Linked DNA regions of Arachis hypogaea: region 2 is linked to region 1. The links are chromatin contacts, called in public Hi-C maps. All regions are on one chromosome and are shown on one strand. Each heading gives the region's core, a stretch centred on a gene start, on an enhancer-like site or on the middle of the called end of the contact. The rest is flanking DNA. Distances are from core to core; before and after follow the strand shown.

The links. A called contact is a pair of places that touch in the nucleus more often than the background predicts.
Region 2: a Hi-C map of leaf shows a contact between it and region 1, with 4 times the contacts expected there. The contact joins the promoter of LOC112765630 here to the promoter of LOC112765745 in region 1. A contact is called at or near these places in 6 of 8 Hi-C or Micro-C datasets (leaf and an unstated tissue).

Annotation. Positions count from the first base shown.
Region 1 is chr17:110,037,222-110,041,738 of arahy.Tifrunner.gnm2.J5K5, reverse strand. LOC112765745 (reticulon-like protein B16) reads left to right here and starts at 1,787. Exons shown (of 7, transcript XR_011875503.1): 1 at 1,787-2,270; 2 at 4,156-4,246.
Region 2 is chr17:110,211,795-110,216,128 of arahy.Tifrunner.gnm2.J5K5, reverse strand. It overlaps LOC112765630 (probable methyltransferase At1g29790), which reads left to right and starts at 1,871. Exons shown (of 1, transcript XM_025811517.3): 1 at 1,871-3,932. The coding sequence starts at 2,340. The coding sequence ends at 3,608. It overlaps LOC112764893, which reads left to right. Exons shown (of 2, transcript XM_025810712.3): 1 at 1-249; 2 at 1,127-1,383. The coding sequence ends at 1,156.

The DNA.
Region 1 (4,517 bases), core at 538-3,037:
AATCTCTGGCCACTGCCCTCGCCTAAGGGAATGCTCAATTAATGCTTAGTGTTTTTTCTTGGTTGATTGGCTTTGCTCACTGCTTGATGATAAATTTTAACTTGATTACTGACTTACTAGCTTTGTTGTTGCTTGTTCTGGGTTGATTAACTTTGTTACTGGCTTAGTGATTGGTAATAAATTGATACTAATAAATTGTTACTGACTTGTTCTTGCCTTTTTTTCGTTGTTAAATTTTGTTAAAAAATTTTTTATGATAAATTCTGTGCTCATTGCCTCATTCAATACTTTTTTCTTCTGTTGTTAATCATTGTGCTAAGCTTGTTAAAATTGGGTTGAAAACTTTGTTAATCTTTGTTAAAGCATATTAAATTTTGTGTTCAAAATTAGAAATCATGGATAACAACATTATAGTAAAACAAAATATTTTGTGTATTGAAATAAACTCATAGGTTATGGCATATTCTTGATATGTGGTGATGTTTTCGTTATTGCAAGCATTGTGTAACAGATTGTTCCTGCTTTGACAGATTGAGTTTCTGTGAATTACTTATAAACCAAAAAACAAAACACTCTTAAAAAAATATTTGTAATTTAATCACAAAATGTAATAAATTGAGTATTGAAATGAACTCATAATATCGTCTTATTGATATTTTAGTAATTATATTTTACTATTTTAGCACTAAAAAATAAGATAATTATCATTTTCATCTGTGTTAATACCATTGAATATGAAAAAACATTAAAACGATATTTGATAGTTTATTCATATATTTTATTGTAAAATCTGAAAAGCGAAACAACATATTATTATTAGATATTAATAATATTATATATATTATATATATTTTATATTTATTGAATTAAATTTAAAAGAAATAATTTAATTAGTGATTCATGTGTTAAACCATAATTATCAAATTTGACTCGATCCGGCCAGTTCGATCAGAGACCTAGTCACCCAGTCATTTGGTCGGGTTGAGCCACTAATTAGACCACTCTTGTATCAGACCCGGCAAAAACCAAATTGATCCAGACGGGTTTTAATAAAACCGGTGATCCACCCGGTTTATATGACCCAGACCGGCTCATACATAATTTTAAAAAAAGAAACGGCGTCGTTTGCCAACATAGTTATCAAATCCAGATCGGAACAAACGAACAAATCGGTCAAATTCAAAAAACTCGGTCAAATATGGCCTAAACCTAGAATTGAACCTGATCGGTTGATCTGCTGAGTTCGAACTTGACACCTTCAAAATATAAAGGAGTCTTCAACCACTAGACCAAGTTTAGTCTTTGTATTATATTATGCCTTTTTATAAATATATTACAAACTATTAGACATATTCTAATTAATAACTTTATGTATTAATTCTTTTAGTCATGTTAATTTAAAATATTTTTTATTTTTTTGTCTTTTTATTCTAATGAATAGTGTTCATATTAATTTAATTTTTTATTTTATATTTATTCTTTCTTAAATTAATTAATTTTTAATTATATATAATTATTAAAATAAACATTAAACTTTGTTAAATATCTATAAATTAAAAAAAATAAGCAAAAAACTTTTACTAATCATAATATTTTTTGTTATTGATAATTATATGACATCTATTAATATTAATATATTTTAATATATATTTAAATAATATAATAGATACTATTTAATTAATAAATAAAAAAATAAATTAATTTAATATAAAAAAATTATTATAAAAAAATTAAATTTTATATAATTATTTTATTATAACCGAATTTATCGATTCAACTTATAACCCATAAGTTGAATTAATAATCTATTGATTCAGTAGACTGGGTCTATTATCGGTTCGATTTTGATAACTATGTTTGCCAACCCCCACCCCCAAATGCCCTAATCTGATCCGCAGTGACCCACCCCTGCCCTCAAGCCTCAACGTCTCTCCTTTGGGGTCTCTTTCTCGCCATTCTCTCCCTCAAGCTCTCTCACCTCTCTACGCCACTCTCGTCTCCGGTGTGTCACTTCTCTCTCGGTCTGGCACTCACCGTTTTGGAATCAAGCTCGTCAGCGCTCTGTCCTCACCGTCTCAAGCTGAGTCACCGCCTTCCTGGGCTCGCTTCGCGGGCGGGAGAACCAGACGGAACCACACGGAACCCAGTCGCGCGCCTTCGCCTACGCTCGCCGTCACCAGAAGCAGAGGCAGCAGGTCCCGGTGGGCTGGTCTTCGTTCGTCTTCTTGCTTGGAGCCTCGCCGTCAGCTTCCTTGGCGCAACCCGATTTGGTGAGTTCCAACAAATTCCCCCTTTCTTTCTGTTTCAATTTCGATGCTGTAATTCATAACTGCAGTTTGATTTTGTTACTGAAAGTTAAATTTGTTGCTGAAAGTTGAATGTGTTGCTGCAATTTATTCCTGATTATCACTGAACGTTGAATTTGTTGTCTTGCTGAAATAATCACTTAACTTCAATTTATTCATTGCTGAATGAATTTGTTTCTGATTGAACGTTGAGTTTGTTGATGTAATAAACACTCACTTGAATTTGTTTGTTACTGAAAATCAGCACTGAGTTAAAATTGTTATTAATTATCATTACGATTGAAGCTATTGTTGTCTTGGTGAAATAATTACTTGGCCAAATTTTATGCTGATGTCTGTAAATCATCTTTTGAGCTAAATCTTTTGTTGCTGAAAATTATTATAGTTGAATTTGTTGTTGAAAATGGGGTTCATGTTCTCTGCAACTCAGAATAAAATTATTCAGTTAAATTGTTGTTTCCATGCTTTCTGTTTGTATTATTATGAATTATTCTTGGTATTGATTTGTGAAAAATACACAAATGAAGATATAGATGCAAATTAAAATGAAGGAAATGTCGGTCAAGCTTCAAATTTGTCCTATGAAGATATAGATGTCAATTTTCAGATTATTTTTTGGATTTGATTTACTGATTGTGTGATTTTTCGCCCTCTCTTGTTCATTTAAATTTAGAAAGTATTTTGTACTAGTGATTAGTTTATTATCTCTTTTTGCATAATTAGTTATGTCTAAGAATTGATACTTGATTGTTATTAATATGTTTGTGAAGACATCATTTTAAGTTTCAACTTTTGATGTTAATTTTATTTTTATAATTTTATATTTTTATTTAATTATGACCGGGTCAACCGAATGAATCAATGACCCACCAGTTGAACCTGTAACCCACTGACCCGGTGACCCGGGTGTGTGACCGGGTAAATTACTGGTTCGATTTTGATAACTATGGGTTAAACTACTAATCTACATTCCCTGATCCAGCACTTTGAGTGAGTTGATTATCCATTCGATTTTGATAAGTATGAGAAGGAAAAGGATCACACTTGTGCCTTAACTTACCAGCTAGCAAGGGTTAAGTCAGCTGGTAAATACTAACTACCTTTTGAGTATTCTTCATTTCTTCCTTCCTTCCAGAATTTGAGAGGAGTCACCAACATTTGATTCCATTTGATTCACCCTTCATAAACCCTAATTTTCAACCAAGCAACGTTCCACCTAGTTTTCTTTCTTTTTCCCTTTCAGCGTTCTCTTCTAACCTTGCTTTTATCAAATTCTAGGGTTTATCACACAGAATTTGATGATCTGATTCATGTTTCTCTCCCCTAACCCTACGCTTTACTAACCGTGCTTTTATAAGATTCTATTTGAATCATCGTTACGTTGAAGAAACCATGTAATTTGGCTTTCAATATCTTTTCCCGTTAAAATAATTGTTCGATTGGTTGTTTATTATATATCCATACTAATTATGAGTGGGATCATGCCATGTTTAATCACTGTATTTTGTGTAGATTGTGTAACAAAGAAAATTTCTTGGCTTTGATGGTTATGCCTGTGATTTTGGTAATTTAACCTAAAGCATTAGTTCGAATTGTGGGGAAGTTTTGTTTGTATCATCTTTGTGAAGCTTTGAGTAAGTTTATTTATTAAATGTAATTGTATGTTTGTTCGTGCTTCCAGTTTCTTGAGTTTATTGGTGTTGATGTATTAGTTGCATTGGAGATTTGGAAGATTATTATGATTTGGGCAGTGATGATTGAATATGGAACACTTATTTTGATGCTGTCACTGTGAAGCTTGTTGCCAGTAATGGTATTAATTCAACTAACGCGTTAGTTATTTGTCCAGATCAGGGCAGTCTATTTGGTAGGGCTACGACTTACATTTCGAAGAGTTGGTTTCATGTCTGAATACGACGCACAGCTTCCTACTACCGTTGGTAAGAGATTGAAGTTCTATTTTAACTTTCTCTTTTGGGTCTGCATACTCTATCTTCCATTTGTTTTGTTATAAATCTAACAGGTCGGGTATTACATTGATATTTGTTGGAGTTGAAAATTTTGATATGAAGATATAATTTATACTGGTTATTTGTTTTTTAGATGAATGGAACTCTTTTTCTTCACAAACATTCTTTTTCTTCTTGAGCATCCATACTTTCATTTTCCCCCTTTTGGACATGTATATACTAATTCTGAAGTATTAACTCT
Region 2 (4,334 bases), core at 622-3,121, 170 kb before region 1:
TCAAACCCTGCGTGCCAGGTGGAGGTGAAGCGCCGAACCGACGAACACCCGCCGCAGATCACGGTGACCTTCGTCAACGGCGTCGAGCAAGCCTTCGATGCGACCTCAACCCCTGCACAGAGCATAAGGACCATGATTCTTGAAAAAGGCCAAACCCTAGAGACCGAGCAGATGTTCCGAGAAGCTGGTGAGTCATGGCCCGTCATCATTCCCAAAGAAGAGCTATCTCAGCCCGCACCTGGCGTCAAGGTTTGTTTTTTCTCGCTTTATCGATTTTGTTTACTTGCGATTATGTTTGGTGCGGTTCCTTTCAATGTTAATTCTCTGCTTTTTATTTCATTGCGGATCTTTTTCTGTTACTTTCTGGATGGTAATTGGTGCTGCATTATCGTCTTTACTTTTGGAATTTAGAATTGTATGGAAACGGAAAACTGCTCTTACATTTATCTGGGACAGTAATTTTGATTTTCAAACTTAAACATCCATGGATTGCATTTTTCAATCTCAAATATGAGTAGTGGATGTCGCATTTAATCTCTTTGTCGCATGATGAGTATAGCTTTTCTCATAGGAGCAATGATGAGTTTGGTGGTTTTCCTGTTCTTCATGCCTGATATCCTACTTTAATTTGATCTTGCCTGTAATAAATTTTAATGCAAAATTGCACATTTTTATTAGGGTGTTTGCAAGGTATTTTTTGCTTGTATTGTTATATAGAATAAGGAAGATACATTACAATTCTGAGATAAATTGAAGTTCCTAAGTGTGCACTATGGATTCATTGATTTTACTACCAAGGTACATGTCATATGTTGCTAGAAACAGCAAAGAAGAAACCATCCGTATTGATTAACTGTATGTTCCAGAATTTTGCTATAAGATGGACATAATTTCTTCCCCGGATATATAAATAATGCTATATAATAATCCATATTAGTTGTCTGTATGCTATCTTTATGTGGTTACTCATTGATGCACTAGTAATACATATGCTTTTGCAAAATGCAACTAATTTCTCTGCATGATCTTACAATTTATGTTTCTCAATATCATTCCGTCCATTTAAATATATGATCTATACCTATTCTATTAATTTTCTTTTTCTTTCATGTGCCCTTCTTTTCAGCCCAGGAAAGCAGAGGAGAAGAAGCAATAGTCATGTATTGTTGAACCTACCAACAGCCAGAAAATGTTCCAATTTTCTCACACATTCTCTCATTTCTTTTTGGCGGGGAGAGTACATGACATGAGATCACGGCTGTTCTGTGCTTTGCTGTATTTTAGAGTTGAATTATTGATATTGATTAAACAAATATGCATGTGACTCGTGTAATAATTATTGTTTCTGAATGCAAAATTTGAAACTGCAGTAATTTCATCCTAGAATTTGTTTTGCTCACTGTAAGCTCTTAAGCTTAGTTATATTTTAGGACAAAAAGCTGTCAAATGATACTAGATTATTATCCAAACGCAAACTATGCAAGAGATGGTCTTTGTTGACCTTTGAAATTGGGATTCGAGTAACTATTGTAATTCAGAGGGGGATTCCAGTAATTATAGCATGGCTTGCATCCCTTGGTGTGGTTTCTTCCTGGTCTGGCTAATAGAATTTTCAAATTTTTATTGCAGTGGATCTGTGGAGTGAAAAAATGTTTTTTAAAGTCTCTAGCACTTGTAACACCTAATAGATAGAAGAGTAATCTCAGTAACAAAACTATATGCTGTTCTTTTTAAGATAGTCATGCAAGATTGCAAATTACTGATGTATTGGGCACTAGTGCCCTCTGCCCAACACTTGGATTTGAAGATTAATGTAATTGATCACTTCCAACCAATAAATAAATAAATAATGGAGAATTAATCTTTATACGAAATATTAAATAGAAAATTCGGCGATTTTTTAATGTAGATGGTGGTGCTTTTGTGGTAGTGAAGTGGAGTTTGAAATGTCTTTGCGGAAGTTATAATCCGCTAGTATGTGCTGGAAATAGCGGAGATTATCTACCAAAATCTAACGAGGGTTGTGGCAATCGCTAAAACGGAAGGAGATTACGAAATTTGAGGCGGTTTTATCCCCAACTATCATATCAAAATAATATGTAATGGAAAACGAAAATAGACAGTACGACACATATTCCGCTGCGGTGTAGTAAGTGCAGAGAGAGGGAAGCACTGCGCATTTGTTTGAAGCGAATAATGAAAAGCTCACATGTTGATAAGTAAGTAACAAGCGCAACCGACAAGAGTGTTGCAGTGAGAGTGTGAGAAGAGTTCCTTCATTCACGAGATATCCAAATCTATCCATCACTGAGTTTGGAACACTCAAAACTCTCACTGAGATGGGTTCTGTTTCTCTGAAGATAGGCGATGGAACTGCGAGATTCAAGAGTGCCACTGTGTGTTCTTCAGCTGTCAACATCCTCATGATATTCTCCGTTATCACCACCAACCTCTTCGCACTCTACGCTTTCACCGCTTCCAACAAACACCACCAAAGCCAGCACCTTCTCCTCCAGCATGCTCACAAGAACTTCTCCCTCATCTCCGAGCAGGTCCAGCTCATACTCAACGAGATCGATTCCTCTCAGAAGAAGCTTGCCCAGATGGAGAAACAGCTTCTCGGTTACGATACCATCGATCTTTCAAGGCCCAACATTGCACCCGAGCTCAAACTCTTTCTCCAGCAACACCAGCTCCCTCTCGGCAAGGATTCCAAGACTGGAATCACTGAGATGGTGCCATCTGTTGGCCATTCCTGCGAGAAATCCTCCGACTTGTTGTCTCAGTACATGACTTACAAGGTTTATGGAAGCTGCCAAGATGATTGGATTTTGGCGCAGAAGCTTATCTTGCGTGCCTGTGAGCCTTTGCCTCGAAGAAGGTGTTTTGCTAAGTTCGTTTCCAAGGTCGGCCTTTATCCTTTTCCTGATTCACTTTGGAAACTTGTTGCTAATAAAACTGTTAACTGGAGTGGTCTTAGTTGTAAGAATTTTCAGTGTTTGAATGGGAAGAAGTTGAATAGAGAGTGTATTGGCTGTTTTGATTTGCTTAATGGTTATGAGAGTCAGAGGTTTATTAAGGCTAGGGGTAAGAATGACTTTCTCATTGATGATGTGTTGGAACTGGGAAGTGGTGGAATCAGAGTTGGGCTTGATCTTGGAGGTGGCTCTGGCTCCTTTGCCGCTAGAATGGCCGAAAGGAATGTAACTGTGGTTACTAGTACTCTGAATGTTGATGCCCCTTTCAGCGAATTCATTGCGGCAAGGGGATTATTCCCTCTTTACTTGAGCTTAGATCATAGGTTCCCGTTCTATGACAATGTGTTTGACTTGGTCCATGCTGCAAGTTCCTTGGATGTTGGTGGGAAACCAGAGAAGTTAGAGTTTTTGATGTTCGACATTGATCGCATTTTGCGCCCGGATGGCTTGTTTTGGCTGGACAACTTCTATTGCACAAGTGATGAGAAGAAGAGAGAACTGACTCGGTTGATCGAAAAGTTTGGATATAAAAAGTTGAAATGGGTTGTGGGAGAGAAAATTGATAGTCTTGGATCAGGCAAGTCTGAAGTTGTCTTATCTGCTGTTCTTCAGAAGCCAGTAAGGGTGTAAAGCGTAGGGACTAATGCAACACCGGAAGGAAAGAGGTAAGAACACTCTTGCTTCTGAATATGAGGTGCTTCTAACATCATCAAATCCTCTATCTGAAGTGGAGTGCATGAATGGCTCTTTTAGGTTATCTTTTATATGTATTCTGGTATTAGCTATTTTGTAGTTGACTAGTTGGTAAATTTTTAGAAACTGATAAATGAATTGTATTTTTGGAACAAGGTTAACTTATGTCTTTAGATATTGTAGTTATAATCTTCCATTCTTGATTGCCATGAACTCTTTCATTAACAGAATAAACATTCCTCCTAGCAGAATTAACTATCATGTAGTGTGTCTACAAACACTCCTATTATAATTCTACATACTGTAATATGAATGTCCAAAATAGCATTCTTGTAATTGTTTTCCGCTTATTGTATGGCAACAAGCTACCATATTTTCTGGAACACATGCATTCCTGCTGTGAGCTTTAGACAAGCAGTAACGATTATCTAATGTACTAAAAAAGTGATAATTTATTCACACTTCCATATCATCTTCTGCTTGATCTTATTCCTACAGAAGTAAATCAAGTTTCTTTGAAGTCAAATATCTAGTAATATCACTTGTCTTCGTGTGGAAGATAAATTGAAATTATGTAAAAGTGATGAACATATGAAATGCTAAGACTTGCATTCGGTGAGCATTTTGTCAAATATTTTAGAAATATTGCATCTGATATATATG